Regions from separate parts of the Mus musculus genome. Here regions 2, 3, 4 and 5 are each linked to region 1. Evidence: chromatin contacts called from public HiCAR-type, HiChIP or PLAC-seq and promoter capture Hi-C data. All regions are on one chromosome and are shown on one strand. Each heading gives the region's core, a stretch centred on a gene start, on an enhancer-like site or on the middle of the called end of the contact. The rest is flanking DNA. Distances are from core to core; before and after follow the strand shown.

What was found. Promoter capture Hi-C pulls out the DNA fragments that hold promoters and counts their contacts. HiCAR-type assays count read pairs that join an accessible place to other places. HiChIP or PLAC-seq counts read pairs in DNA pulled down with a chosen protein or histone mark.
Region 2: a contact with region 1 is called in a promoter capture Hi-C map of pre-B cells, with 3 times the contacts expected there. The contact joins the promoter of Pkib here to the promoter of Ranbp2 in region 1. A contact is called at or near these places in 1 of 39 promoter capture datasets (pre-B cells) and 1 of 115 datasets of contacts at active chromatin or transcription factors (large pre-B cells).
Region 3: a contact with region 1 is called in an HNF4G HiChIP or PLAC-seq map of pancreatic cancer cells. The contact joins the promoter of Septin10 here to the promoter of Ranbp2 in region 1. A contact is called at or near these places in 3 of 39 promoter capture datasets (liver, pre-B cells and trophoblast stem cells) and 4 of 115 datasets of contacts at active chromatin or transcription factors (extraembryonic endoderm stem cells, memory CD8 T cells, pancreatic cancer cells and 1 more).
Region 4: a HiCAR-type map of astrocytes shows a contact between it and region 1, with 2.3 times the contacts expected there. The contact joins the enhancer-like site here to the promoter of Ranbp2 in region 1. A contact is called at or near these places in 5 of 39 promoter capture datasets (the 3T3-L1 cell line, cranial neural crest, frontonasal cranial neural crest and 2 more), 1 of 484 Hi-C or Micro-C datasets (Th1 cells) and 6 of 115 datasets of contacts at active chromatin or transcription factors (astrocytes, bone marrow-derived macrophages, differentiating embryonic stem cells and 3 more).
Region 5: an H3K4me3 HiChIP or PLAC-seq map of stem cell-derived neural progenitor cells shows a contact between it and region 1, with 5 times the contacts expected there. The contact joins the promoter of Smpdl3a here to the promoter of Ranbp2 in region 1. A contact is called at or near these places in 6 of 39 promoter capture datasets (cranial neural crest, hematopoietic stem and progenitor cells, liver and 3 more), 1 of 484 Hi-C or Micro-C datasets (cerebellum), 3 of 115 datasets of contacts at active chromatin or transcription factors (astrocytes, embryonic midbrain and stem cell-derived neural progenitor cells) and 1 of 9 other capture datasets (liver).

The regions. Positions count from the first base shown.
Region 1 is chr10:58,445,416-58,448,229 of GRCm38.p6, forward strand. It overlaps Ranbp2 (RAN binding protein 2), which reads left to right and starts at 1,437. Exons shown (of 29, transcript NM_011240.3): 1 at 1,437-1,636. The coding sequence starts at 1,565.
Region 2 is chr10:57,630,537-57,633,350 of GRCm38.p6, forward strand. Pkib (protein kinase inhibitor beta, cAMP dependent, testis specific) reads left to right here and starts at 1,445. Exons shown (of 5, transcript NM_001039051.2): 1 at 1,445-1,671.
Region 3 is chr10:59,220,100-59,222,913 of GRCm38.p6, forward strand. It overlaps Septin10 (septin 10), which reads right to left and starts at 1,401. Exons shown (of 10, transcript NM_001024911.3): 1 at 1,292-1,401. The coding sequence starts at 1,309. Sowahc (sosondowah ankyrin repeat domain family member C) reads left to right here and starts at 1,823. Exons shown (of 1, transcript NM_172939.3): 1 at 1,823-2,814. The coding sequence starts at 1,945.
Region 4 is chr10:57,744,183-57,746,996 of GRCm38.p6, forward strand. No RefSeq gene overlaps it. Among named protein-coding and RNA genes, the nearest start is that of Fabp7, 39 kb to the right of the region's middle. Within about 2 kb of position 1,484, at least 58 of the 459 cell types and tissues checked have an H3K27ac peak or open chromatin away from gene starts, as enhancers often do. A contact at or near this core is called in Th1 cells, astrocytes, bone marrow-derived macrophages and 1 more, where this site is marked.
Region 5 is chr10:57,793,177-57,795,990 of GRCm38.p6, forward strand. It overlaps Smpdl3a (sphingomyelin phosphodiesterase, acid-like 3A), which reads left to right and starts at 1,368. Exons shown (of 8, transcript NM_020561.2): 1 at 1,368-1,608. The coding sequence starts at 1,506.

The sequences.
Region 1 (2,814 bases), core at 187-2,686:
GATTCCAATGATTTTTAATCTATAGTTTACAGAATGTTAGTTCTGACACAGAGGTGAGCAAGATGCTGTTCTGGGACTAACCTAGTCCAAGGTAAGTGTATGCAAGGGCAAGGGGCACAGTAAAGAGACTGAAACGGCCACTCTTTGGGTAGACAAGGTAAAGTTTATTCCAAACAACAAAGGTTGTCTCTCTCAGGAAAAGCTGAGAGAAGGGAGATGGGGGAATATGTATCTGGGGAGGAGGGAAGCAAAGAGCCAGGATGCTGGCAAGGGGGCTTTGAATTGTATAACAAGTACTTGTAAGTATGGACTGGGGAGCCTGGGGGCTAGCGCAGAGCTGTAAATCCATTTCTGCCAGAGGTAAGGGAAATTACTCCTTTGGTAGATAGGAAACAGTTTCACAAGTTACTAAGGAATGCAGGCTTTTCCTAACCACTAGAAATCCTCCACAGTCCAGACTGAGTCTAAGTTAGATCCAATTTTGGAGTCAGTGGCATTTTTGGGGGATGGGTGGGGTACCCTTTGTATCTGACAATAAGGTATTTAACATCTGGAACTGCACCACTCTAACCTCTCCACTGCGGTTTTGATCAGTCTTTGCAGACAAAGGTTCTTTTCAGCAGTTGTCGTTTACGACAGTTTATTCACAATCTTGAGACTATTACTTAAAACTTTGTGTGTGTGTGTGTGTGTGTGTGTACATGAGGACGTGTGTGTGTGGGTTCTACGGGGGTCAGAACCCGGATTTAGATAGATGCCCTGGAACCGGCTGCTGAGAACTGAACTTCGGTCCTTCAGAGGACCAACAAGCACTCTTAACTGCGGAGCCATCTCTCTAGCACGAAGAGATTATTACTTTTAATATTCTAATATAATCTGTTCTGCTCATTGTTAAGTCACAAAACAGGCCCCTGAAGGCAATTGTTGCTGACAGCGTCCTAACGGCCGCCTCGATTCTTACCCAAACAGAAACCTAAAGTCATCATTTCTTAAAACCTCGTGAAGCCTGTTTCTGTTTGCCAGGAAAGCCACCACTTCCTCCTCTGCCCCTAACCGTCAACTACCCCGTGAGGTGCATCTCATCACGTAACGCTAATATTTCCACTCCGATTTATCTAAGCATAAAGACACTGTTCAACCAATATTAACCTTTATTCTGCTGAAACCGGAGGCAATGACGACGTTTGTCTCTTTAGAAGGAAATCAAGTGTTGACCAGATGCAGCACCCGAAAAGGTCGGATTTATTAGGGCACTGCCATTTTAGGTCCGCTTTGTGACGTAGCACCAGTGAAATCTATAAAGCCTTTCCCGGGGAAAGGGAGTTCGTCTCGATCGTTTGCGAAACGGTCACGTGGTCTGGAGCGCGGGCGTGGCGGGGTGACAGCGAGCAGGCGCTCCAGGCCGCAGCGCGGCGCACAGTGATGACGCGCGCCGCACGCCCTGTGCCCATCCGTTCGCGACGGAGCTGCGTCACCGGTGTTCGGCGCTCACCTCCTGGAGCCCGCAGTCGCTGTAGGCCCCAGGGCTGGTCTGCCGCTCCTGGGGAGCCTGGTCCGCGGCGCGATGAGGCGTAGCAAGGCCGACGTGGAGCGGTACATCGCCTCGGTGCAGGGCTCCGCCCCGTCGCCCCGAGAGGTAAGCGGGTCTGGTCCGGTGGCGGTGGCGCCGGTGTCATGGCTCCCGGCGGCCTCGGCTCCCCGCTGGAGTGGAGGCGGTCGCGGGCGGCGTGGCGCTGCTGAGCACCGGAGGCGTGGGGACTGCGGCCGCCAGCGTTTCCTCTTCATGGCTATCCGCGGGCCCACTCGGGCCTGGCTTCTTCGGCCTCCGCTCCGTAGGCCGTCGTGGGGCGCTCTGCGGGGTTCGCCCGCCCGCCCGCCCGGCGTCGTCGGTCTCCCGGATAGCTAGGCCCTGTCACGGCTGCCGTGTCTCGGGGGGAGGCTGACACCGCGCGGCGGTGGGCTTGCACGGTTGTGTGGGTGGCTCCACGGACGAAGCAGGGCGGGAAGGAAGGGCGCGTCAGCATAAACGACACGGAAGGCCCATAATTTAAGTCTTCTAGTGCTGTGCCCCGCTTCCCCAAACCCCTTTTGGAGGCTGCTAGTCGGAATTCCTTCTAGGCGGTAGTTGCAATACCTTAACATTTCTAACGTTATTTCGCAACGTGTTTTGTGTGTGTGTGTGTGTGTGTGTGTGTTTAAGATCATTAACGTTGTGTTTATTTTGGGTTCTTAAAGAGTGTTGGCCGGTGGAGAGAGATGTACAGAGGCTCTACAGTCAGTTATTTTTTGGGCGGGGGAGGGGTGTGTTGAACAATCAAGTTCTACCATTGGTAAACTAACTTGGTACAGTATAGACTCTTCATCAGTAAACGGCATTTTGACCTTGTTAGTGTTATTTAGTGTTACCGAGGATGATTCGTGTTAACATTTAGGGCAGACTTTGAGATACAAAGAGTCAGAGGGCTTCAATTTTTGTTTACAAACGCCCAATTCAGTTGTGTATATATATATATATATATATATATATATATATATATATTTTACATTCTGTCTCTGAGGGTTTTATGGTCATCTATATAAACCAAAGTTCATGAACATACAAGTCAAATGGCATAATTTTTGTTGTTGTTGTTGTTGTTACTTAAAGTCTCTTCTTTAGATGGCTTCTGCAGGTTAAATAATCCAGTCCAGCAAATCTACAACCCCTCCCCCAAAGCGATTTTAAAAGTCTCAAGTTCATTTAGTGCTGGTATGCCCAAAGTGGGAAATTTTACACCCAGTTTCCTCTGATGGATCAAAATCAGAATGCCATGG
Region 2 (2,814 bases), core at 195-2,694, 810 kb before region 1:
TCTCGGGAAAAGATGCACATATTCCAACATTTAGAGAACTCATCATATTACCAGGCTGCAATTTAAATCTGTCATCAGTTCTGAAGGTAAAAAGACCTGAGTTTTAAAATCAGCTTGGTTAAAAATGAGATTAGCTTTTAGTTTGTGTTTACGTGTGTTTTTCCTGCAAGTATACTTATGTTATCACATGCAAGCAGTACCTGTGGAGACCAGAAGGGGGTGACAAAACCTTTAGAACTGGAGCTTCATCCAGTTGCCAGGTGCAATATGGGAGCTGGGAACACAGTGCTGGTTCTCTGTGAGAGCAACAAGAACTCTTTACCATGGAATCATCTCCTTAGCCCTCTCTTAAAATTTTAAATCACATTTATACATGTGTACTGGTGAATGCATGCATGTGTGTGAGGCGTGTGTGTAATCAGAGCTCAGTTTATGGGAGCCAGTTTTCTCCTTCCACTATCCAGGTATGGGAAATCAAACCCAACTCATCAGGTTTGGCAGTGAGCACCTTAACCCGCTGGGGCATCTCACAGGCCAGGGTTTGGATTTCCCCGTTTCACCTTATGCAACTGACCTCACTTTGTTGGAGTTGAGTCTATTATCTGCAAGTAGAGAGTTATTACCACACGGCGCAGTTACAAATAGTCAATAATTCAAGGAGTCTAACCATCATACACTTTGTAGACACTTCCAATGGGGACTTTTCCCTGATTATATTTTAATATGTCAGTCTTTCTATAAGCAGGCCAAATGGGGCTGGTCAATGGGAAGTATCTGGGTATCCCAGACCTGGACTTCCTGGAAGCCAGATGCAGGATAATTGAGCAGCCCATAATAAAGACTTGGAATTCTGGTGACTCTCAGAGGCCACTGGGACTTCCAGCAAAAGTCACCTCCTCCAGAATCAGAGTCTTTTTTGTTAGCAGCAACTTCTTCCATTTCCTACATCTTTTAAAGGACATAAGGACAGCTTAACAGTAAGAACTTTGTTTTCTTTAGTGAGAGTCTAAAAGTGACGCCTGATACACATTGATGTCTGCTTTTTATTGCACAAAAATAAAAAAAGAAAGAAAGAGAAGAGAAGAGAAGAGAAGAGAAGAGAAGAGAAGAGAAGAGAAGTGTTCTTTATGGCGTGAGACTCCAATGTGCTAAAAGAATCTGTAAATAAACGCGAACACCCAGATTCCAGGTGCAACAGAGCTAGTTTCTCCAAACATCCCTTGTTAGATAAAGTGCAACCTCCTGATACCAGGAGCCTAAGTCCTGTAAATAAGAGGGAAGGATAGCAGCATCCAGACAGACAGACAGACAGCAGCGGAGGTGTGTAATTTCAAGGGAACTGACTCTGTCTTCGGTGAACATGCACAGAGGCTGTCCCCTTAGGACACCTGGAGCAGGAACTACTGTTGCGTTTGTCCCCTGGGGCTCAGCGGTGGCAGGTTCTGCTTAACTGGGCAGGTCCTGTGGAGCCTAGCTCAGCTCGCGGGGGCGGGACCGAGCGGCTCCCTCCGCCCCACACATTGCTGCCACCAGCTCAGCCCAGCCGCATCCCAGAGCAGAGGCGGCTGCAAGCTCCAGCCGCGTCGCAGCTCCGTGCCGCAGAGAGGCCGGCAGCAGGCGCCACCGTGAGGGACCTGGCCCGGCGCCGCCCGCATCTCTTGCGCGCAGCTGGTAAGTACCGGCGAGCAGGTGTCACTAGAGAGGGGATGGAGGGAAAGGGCTCGGGGAGTTGGGGAGACCGAGTGAGGGGAAAATGTAAGCTCAACTTTGCTATTTTATGCCTGGTCTGCACATGCCCAGGGGGATTTCAGAGCAGATCCCATCCTTCCACCTGGAGCTGGGGGACTGTCGGAGTGAAAGCTGGTGCTCCTGGGAGGTTTGCTCATTGGCTTATGCTCGCTGGCCACTGAGAGTGGACTCAGGGGACCTCTGATTATAAGTTGCTGAGCCTTTCTCTGCTCACGCCATCAACGCCACATCATTTTCTTCCGGCCTCGTTTTTCTATCAGTAGAGGTCTGAGTTCCAACCCGCTTCAAGCGTCCAGAACTGTGGCTTTAGCCAAGAGACTTCACCTTACCGGTTTCCCCCCATTCCTTGATAAAGTATGCCTGCTAGGAAACCAGCGACCTCAGGGGTGCCCCGCAGCCATATCAGACTCTGCTTGCTGCGAGGACCCTCGCTGATAAAGGAAGAGGGACTCAAGTGCCAGATGGTCCCACAGACTGAAAGGCAGAAGGCATCCCAGTCCAGGTTGCTCTTGGCTACAGTTACTGCAGCCTTTTGTGGGTTCCTGAAGGTTTGGAGGGTTTCTGTAAAGGGTGACCAGGTCTCATGGACATCTCAGACCCCACAACTCAATTCCCTTCTTTAGTCAAGCTGAGATGACAGTGGCATTCCATCTTCTCAAAGATAATATCAGAAAGCACTCCTGACTCAGGGAAGCTCCCTGAAGAGCAGGTGCTGAGCCCAAGGGAAGCCATTAAAGCAAACAACAGGGTTAGCAGCTGGACCCTAGCAGACCAGCAGGTGGATACTGGACACTGATGACCACTTAGAGGCATGTTCAGCTGCGAAAGACAAACCAGAACGAGGCACTCTTACCTGTGATTGGATACCGGAAAAAGTAATGGGTTAGACTGACTCTTACGGGTTGTTTTGCTCTTTGTACAGTAACCTTTAAACATCCATCTATCCACTTCACACGATGTCTTTTTCCCCCTTAATGACACGTTAAAAATTTTCCTTGAATTTAATATATTTAATATTCAGAGGCTCAGAGTTTGGCTTATTAAAATGAAAATTAAAATGTGGTG
Region 3 (2,814 bases), core at 151-2,650, 770 kb after region 1:
AATATCGAAAAATTTACCCACGGTAGACATCATGGCAAATATGGGTGACAGATGTGAATGCAGTTACTGTGTCCAATGTATATTTCAGGGGGAAGAGACCTATAAGTTGTATTAGTGTGGATATATCTAACAAGAAATCAAAGTTTCATCATGCTAAAGAATTAGAAGGTACTGATAAATCACTAAATGGATGATAATACTTTTTTATGAGAATAGGTTTACTGGACAGCCATTAAGGTTCGAATAGCTTAGGTACTATGATTTTTTTTTCATGTCAATGATCACGAACCAACTTCACACAGAAATTATAGCATTTATCTATTTCTCATTATTTTTATTTTAGTCTATTGAAATAAGTTCTACAACTAAAATGCAACATAGGAAGATAATAATAAGAGTCACTTGTTTCAGGTAAGTAGAAAGTTATTTGGGAAATGTTGCTTGAGATTAAGAATCCGACAAAAATACTACCAATGCCAAAGGATTCAATAGAGTTAGTTAAGAGGATTACTTTCATTAATATTGGATAAGGGAAATATTAGAGTTTCTTAAAGTAGAGAAAAATAATTTACTGCGTGCAGCTGTTAGGGAAGTAGAAATAGAATCTATTCTACCCCCTGCGACAACTGGAAGATTCCACATACAATCTTAAAATGATGGGAACAAAAGCAAGATTACAAGAGATTGGTATTATGAAAACAGTATGACCTCTCGGATAACTATGGCTTATATCCTATATCAACTAAGATAAGTTTTTCAAGTTATTTGAACCGCACAAAACATTGGATCGGTCAAGTGGTTTGTTTGTTTTTTTTTTGTTGTTTTTTTTTTTTTTCATTACAAGGGGACGGGAAAGCCAAACAAAACCGCCAAGCATTACAGTAAACCCGCGAGCTTTGGAAAATCTAAGGAAGCCGACTTTCCGGTCAGTAGCCATGTACGTGTACACAATTGCACAAAATCAGGCGGATTCCAAGGCCTGATTTAAGTCGGGGAAAAGGAAAAAAAAAACCGTTACAAAGTGATAGGCATCGATCATCATCCTGGATTTCATTTACACCACCCCGCTTTGGCCAGGACCAGGAAGCCTGGAAAATGTAACTTTTCCCCAACATGCAGTCGCTCGCCAGAGCTCTTCAGCCCTCGCCCTGGGGCAACAGGGAGCCCCCTCTCCACGACACGCGGAGTCCCGGAGCCGCACGGTCACAATCTCGCTGGCCCAGAGGCGACCGGGCGGGGCGGGGCGGGGGCTCGGGGAACCCAAGGGCGCGGGGCTCACCAGCTGCTGTACCTCGTCGCATGAGGCCATAGCCCTGGTGGGACGTAGGGAAACGGTGGTCTCAGGCTGGACGCAAACACAGGTCCCGGGCCGCTTCAGAGAGAGACCCGCTGGGCGTAACTGGCGGGACAAGGGGCGTGCCCGGCGCCCCGCAGCCGTTAATGGGCGGGGCGGCCTCTGCTGAGAGGCTGGGGCGGGGCCGAGGCGGAGGGCTGCGGGAACGCGCCAGGGACTACCAGGGTTTCCCGCGCTCGGGGCGAGCTTCTCCCGGGTGTGCCCCACCGGGCGTTTTGACGAAAAGCCAAGTGTGTGGGGAGGGTGAGTGGAAACGTGAGCCTCGGAGGCCAAGCTCTGGGTCCCTCGCCTCCCGCCACTGGCGGAAACAGTGGCTGCGAGCCCGCGCGGAGCCCGGAAGTGGGCGGGGCCTCGGGCCGGGGACTGTCGCCGAGATTGAGTCCCGAGCGGAAGTGGGTGTGGCGGGGCGTGTCCACTGGGACGCGGCCCCAGTGAGGCGGTGTCAGCGCTCGCGGGACTCGAGACTCTTCAAAGCTGGGATCGCGCGTGCTGCCAGCCACTGAGACCCAAGCCGCTCTCCGGGTCCTCCAGGCGTCCGGCCATGGTGTCTGGCTGAGCGCTCCTGGGGCTGAGAAGCTGAGCCGCGGTGAATGGAGGGGTCACTGGAGCTGAGCTCGGAGGCGATCCTGCGCTTCCTCGCCGAGCGTGGGGGCCGGGCGGGACACTCGGAATTGGTGCAACACTTCAGGGACGTCCTGGGTGGCCAGCGCGAACAGCGCACCCGCGCCCGCGAGCGCTTCAAGGAACTGGTCAATGCCGTGGCCACCGTGCGCACCGATCCCGCGGATGGTACCAAGTATGTGCATCTCAAGAAAAGGTTCTGTACGGGGGATTCCCCCCCGCTTGAGGCCAAGCTCCCCCGAGAGCCCCCGCGTATCGAGGTGACTGAGGAGCCTCAAGTCCCGGACCTTGCAGCGGAGCCTTGCGAGGGCAGCCAGCTCCAGGAGGCAAATCCACAGTTGTCTCTCGGACTGGGTGGCGAAGTGAGCGACCAAGAGCCTCCAGCCCCTGCTCAAGGTGGGGCCCAAGGTAAGGACTCGCCACCACAGGAGGTCGAGGCCGTGTCCTGGGCGTCGGGTCCCGGGTCCAGCGAGAACCTTAAACTCCCTCCACAGGGGGAGGCTGAAGGGGGCAGTTCCCCTAGTGGGCCAAACACACCCAGGTCGGCCCGTCAGAACTTTCGGGACCTGGTGTTGGGCAGCTCCCCGCAACTAAAGAGGAGCGTGGGTCCTGGGGACGGTAACGCTGGAGGTCGCAGCAGAGGAGGGGGCGACTCCGATACCGCATCGTTAGCTTCTTCGTCCGCAGAAGAGGAGAGCAGCGTCGGGGCCTCGGTTACCCTGGATCCCCTGGATCACGCCTGGATGCTCTCAGCTTCCGAGGGCAAGTGGGACAGCCTAGAAGGGCTGCTCACTTGTGAGCCCGGCCTGCTCTCGAAGCGAGACTTCATCACCGGCTTC
Region 4 (2,814 bases), core at 234-2,733, 700 kb before region 1:
TATTTGGATCTCTCAAAGCAGCTTGAGGCAAGTGAATAACATGTGAATGGGCGTCTTTATTCTTGCCTTAGTGCAGAATATCTTCTATCAGAGCACAGCCTCCTTAGTGAGAAAATGGGACTCTTAAAAGAAAGGACATGAGGTTAACTGATTTGCCTGGTCTTCCCAGGGTGGGGGTGGAGGAGATAGCTATTTTCTCACTGTGTGCTGTGTGGGAACGTTGAATGTACAAAGAGGATGCTGGCCAAGAAGTCTTGGCAAGGAACTGTTGGGGACTAAAGGCACTGAGTATAGCTGCTGGTACCACTGGAGTATTTTCCCTAGAGAGGACACATGCAAGTGATAGCATGAGAAGAACATAATGTCTAACACTAAGCATTAACTATTATCCTAAGTGCTTCATACATAATTAGTTCTGACTATAGCCCTATGCATGAGAGCACATGGCCCAAAATGGCTACCCAAGATGAGCCCAGTAAGAGGCAAAGACAGGTTTTAAAGCAAGGCAGGCTGGCTTCAGAAATGGAACTTTCAAACTGTGGACTTCTTTTTTGTTTTATGGTTTAAGAGTTTATTATAGAAATGCAGGGGAAAGAGAGAAGAGAGAGAAAGGGGGAGGGGAGAGAGGAGAGGAGAAGACAAAGAGAAAGGAGAGGGGAGAGAGAAGTGAGAAAAGTGAGAGATAAAGGAATATAGGAGTAAGAGAGCCAAACTGTGGACTTCTATCATCTCCCCAGATAGCAAGAGACACTTCCATAATAGTTCTCTGATGTACACATATCATTCTGAGAGCTTTATTCACATGGGTCCTTATAAGTCATATACTCCCGTGGTATGGTACTACTATTGTCCCTGTTTTGCACCAGGAGAAACTGAGGCACAAATGAGTTAAAAGGTTAAGGTGATTATTGACGGTGAGGATGTGTTTAAAGGCAAGAATGCTTTTTATTGGGCTGGAGAGATGGCTCAGCAGGTAAGAGTACTGACTGCTCTTCTGAAGGTCCTGAGTTCAAATCCCAGAAACCACATACATGCACATGGTGGCTTACAACCATCCGTAATGAGATTTGACGCCCTCTTCTGGTGTGTCTGAAGACAGTTACAGTGTGCTTAATCATAATAATTAAATCTTTTTTTTTAAAGAAAAAGAATGCTTTTTATTTATAACAAAGTCCTTTTGAAGTTACAGAGCAGATGCAGAATTCAGTGTGGATTCCTCCGCCCCGGGGTTTCTTTTGCTTCTGTTTATGCCTCCCCTCCAGGTTCTCATGAGCTATACCATCTCTTTCTAAGGTACTGCTATAATCATTGAATGAATAATTTTTGTTCTTGGTGCCTATTAGCTGGGATTTAAGTACACACACAAGGTCACTAAACATGTAGAGAAAACAAGACACAACTTATTTCACTTCCTCTGCACTGAGGGCCACACCCTGTAATAATTCTGCTTTTACTACTTTTACAAAAGGTTGCAGGGTCATGACACATGTCTGCTTGCTTCCTGTTACCAGCCAGTCTTTGCTAGTATTCTCTGTTAACACAGACAGGCTGTCTGTAGGTCTCTGGAGCAGGTGTTCACCTCCCAGTGATAATTAACAAGTACACAGTCTCACTCCTCAGACCAGAACATCTCTGTCTCAAGAAAATGGAAGTTTATGAAATGGACCAGGAGGTAGTGAGGCAATGATTACTCCATGATGATCAGAGACTGGGGGGATGAACTGATCAGTTAACTCTGCCTATTAGCAGAAAATGAGGCTCAGCGGCTGGGTTATTCCATCACTAAATCCAAAAGAGGGAGAAAGAATACTTTGCTTCTTTGCAGGTACTCTTTTATTACACATTCCTAGAGTTTCAGTTTTCTTAAACTGAAGTTATAGGAAAGCTAACAACCTAGACTTGATAGTCTTTGAATTTGGGGATTTATTTTTGAGATATTTTAAAAGAATAAAACTCTGGCAATAATGGCCTGTTCACTCTTGCAAACAAATTTATATTTTATTTTCCCTGAACTACTTATTTTGTTTTTTTCTAGTTTGAGAGGAGACAGATGGGGCATATTGCATGTGATCTCCAGAAAAGTACACTCAAACTTGGTGACTTTGTTTCTCAGCATTGACTGAAGGTATTATTAGCAAGTTCTTCAATGCTCATGCATGACAGCTTAATTCTACACGAGTGTGCTGAGTCCTCAGTCCTTACTACCTCTCCAAGATATGGAAACATTTAGTTCCATTCTGATGCCTGCCTAACTTTCCTAGGTTGCGTACATGTTACACTGTGTTGCCTTGGTGATAAGCCCTCCTATTTCAGTGAGTTGAACTCATAAGAACTTCCTTCCTTGTGGAAAAAAGCTTCCTGTGCCCCTTCATTGCACCCCATTCCTGTTCCGGATGGCTCTGGAGTTCTCATAGAGCTATTAGGTCTTCAGTGGCCAGAGAGGGTGAAAAGAGGGCCCCCTCTATGGCTGCCTCTCTGAGTGCTCCTACAAAGCTTCTGCTGTCTCCTCCGTTCAGGATCAGCCAAATGATGAGCAGCAGCATCAGTGTGGGTCACATGACAGAGTAAGCTGTGATAAGTGAAGGCTACAAATGAGGCAATGGAGTGAACTCACAGAGGAAGGCTGAACTCAAAAGGAATGGCAAGTATTTCAGATGAGAGGTGCCGAGTGGCGACCAGAATTGCATAGGTGGATTGTTGAGTTTCACATTGTGGTACACACAGAGAAAAGCAAGGTTCAACATTGAAAATGAGGTTCTGCAAAGATCCCGAAGACCCAGGAAAATCAGGCTGAGACATCTGGGTTTTGTCCCT
Region 5 (2,814 bases), core at 118-2,617, 650 kb before region 1:
CAGGGAAGCATGCATGGTTCTTGAACTGCTCTGAATCACCCCAATGATGTAGCAAAACTTGGAGGAGTCTACCAGGATCTGAAAGGAAACTTAGTGTCCATTAAAAAAAATTTATTCACAAGATATAATGTCTAAATCATGCAGATATAAAACAAAGTTTTTTTCCTCTGATGGAAAATAAATATATTTGTAAAATATAATGGTAAAAGTACCTAAAGAAAATACAAAAATAATGTATCCTAAGCCAAATATGTGTGATCCTAGGCTAAGAACACAGATCCTGGTTTCTCTAAATGACTGTTTCAACATGGAATAGGTTACAGAAACTTACAGTTATAGAACAAAGAAAATAATAAATCAATACACTTACCAGATATGTTCCTATTACAAAGAATGTAAATCTAAGTAGGTAAACTATAAAGTTTCAATGTAGTATTCTTAATTCTATAGTTGGAGGATATTGAAAAACCATTTAAGCTTAGTGACAGAGATACTCTTTTAATCATGAAAATGGTATGCTAGATACACAAATTAAGGCATTTGAGTATTAAAGAGGCCATGGTATCCCAAGACAATGTGGGTGTCCACCTAAAACACCCATCTTCCCATAATAAGTACCTTGAACTCAGCTAAAGCATAGTATTTTGTCAGGACCTTTTAACACAGCACGGCTTCCTCAAGACGCCACAGCTCACATCTTTTATGAGGTCAGCATCTCTCAAAGGTTTGCTCTTCTCCAAAGACACCCTACGTTTTATAAATTAAAGTTGTTGGCTATATTATAAAGAGAGCGCATTCTCATAAATTCCTAGAGAGAGAACAAAGAATACATATTACACACAGTCTGTGGGTTTTGGTGTCTTTGCCAATACTTATAAAACTTTTGGAATAGAAAAATCAACAGTCTCTATTTGTATTTACCAGGTAGGTTGCATGAGGACGTGCTTAACTCAGTTGTGGAAAGGAAAACGTTCAGCCTGGTGAACCTGGGACATAGTTTGCCGACTCCACCTATCTATCACCTTGGAGTACTATGAAGCCACACATGGCCAGCCCAGCTAATCTGTTCATTTATCAGCGGTGGCCTGAGGCTTGGGAGTTTACATTTCTGTCATAAATCCCAGGTAGCGAAACCATTGAGGAAATCCAAACCCATTCTTGTACTCGTTTGTCTTAACTATGATTCAGGGTTCTCCTGCCTTTTCAAGTACCTCTGCTAAATGGCCCTGTCAGGTAGGCGCTCCTGGGGTTCAGGGAAGGAAACAATACGGGGTTGGAGCAAGAACATTGTTTCCCATTGACCTAAGAAATTAAGGAAGCATATTAAAATAAAGGAGTCCAGAAGGTCAGAAGAACTCGTGCTCAGGGGAATCTAATATTACACGTGATCTGCTTGCTGGGCGTCAACACAAGGAAAGGCTCTGGCTTCCTCTCCACCCCTAGGGCCTGCGGGTCTCAGCGGCGCCCAAGCTCCAGTCTAGCGTCCTGGGGCAGTGGCCTCCACCATGGCGTTGCTGGGCAACTTCCTTTGCTGCCTACTGGTTGCCTGGCTCTGCGGCCCGGGGCTCGGGGTGCCCCTGGCGCCGGCGGATCGCGCCCCAGCTGTGGGTGAGTGGACCGATCGGGACTGCACAGGACGGTGGAGGGGGTCGGCGAAGTCATGAAGGTGCCGGGTGCGTAGGCAGCGGGGCACAGGACGCCGCCACACTGGTCACTGTGGCCAAAGGCCAGACAGCAAGGTCACTGGGTCTGAGTCATGGTGGGGGCGCCCCGTGGGCGCCAGTATGGAGCCGAGCCGCCTGCTGGGCGTTTGTTTACATCCCGGGTCTGGGTGGTTTAGTTCCCAGGGGAGGAAAGTCTGAAGCTGTTGTCTGGTGGGAAATGCCGCTCAGAATTGGCTGTGGGCATTCCCGGAGTCACCTAGTCTGCCCAGAGCAGAGGAGGACCTACAGGGTCCCTACACCTGGATGTAGCTTCAGTCCTATTCTGTTCTGCTCAGTGACGTCGGAGCCTAATTCTGCCTCTTCAGGTCTCCGAGGCGTCTGGTCTCTTTCGTTCTTAACATAAAACCCCTGAGCCCTTCCGCAGCCCTTGGTGCACTTGGGGTCTTGCGTTTGTGGTGTGTTCTGTTTACCGGGAGCCTATTACTCTGTTTCTGCAATCTTGGCCTGCCCTGCCCTGCCCTGCCCCCTCAGTCTCCTTCCACCCAGCAGTAGCAGCTGCCAAACTTGGTGGGAAAAAAAAAAATCGGTAAGTTAAGCCCCACTCCAAAATTACTGGATCCAGACCGGTGGGAATGGATTCCTGGGCACAGTTTAACACTCTTCATCCCTCTCAAATTAGAAAATCCCCGTCCAGACTGAATGTTTAGTAAGACTGTAGGTTGCCTTCTGGGTTTTAAAACTTAAGGTGACGCTCCCCTCCCCCATCTCCCTAGCTCCGTTTAAAAATAATTGCTCTAGTTGGGGGGTTTGTTTTGATTTGCAGAGAGAGCTATCCTTGAGACTTTCACCTGTGCTCAGAACTGAAACTCTCCTGCTGTCTGCCTCCTCTCCATGCCTGCCTCTGATCTGCACAGGACTTCCCTGAATGGGGTCCAGGGAATCCCTTCTCCTTGCTTATGAGTGAAGTACACCTGACTTAGCTGTCAAGCTTTTGCAAGCCACAGCTGTATGTCCGGTTTGTCAACTCTGGCAAATAACACCTGTAACAGAAATAGCCCCCAGAATGTGTACATATGTGGCTGCCTCGTGTTTTTATATTGCTGGAATTGTGCTATTTTAAATTTGTGACTGCTCCGGATTTTGACCTGGA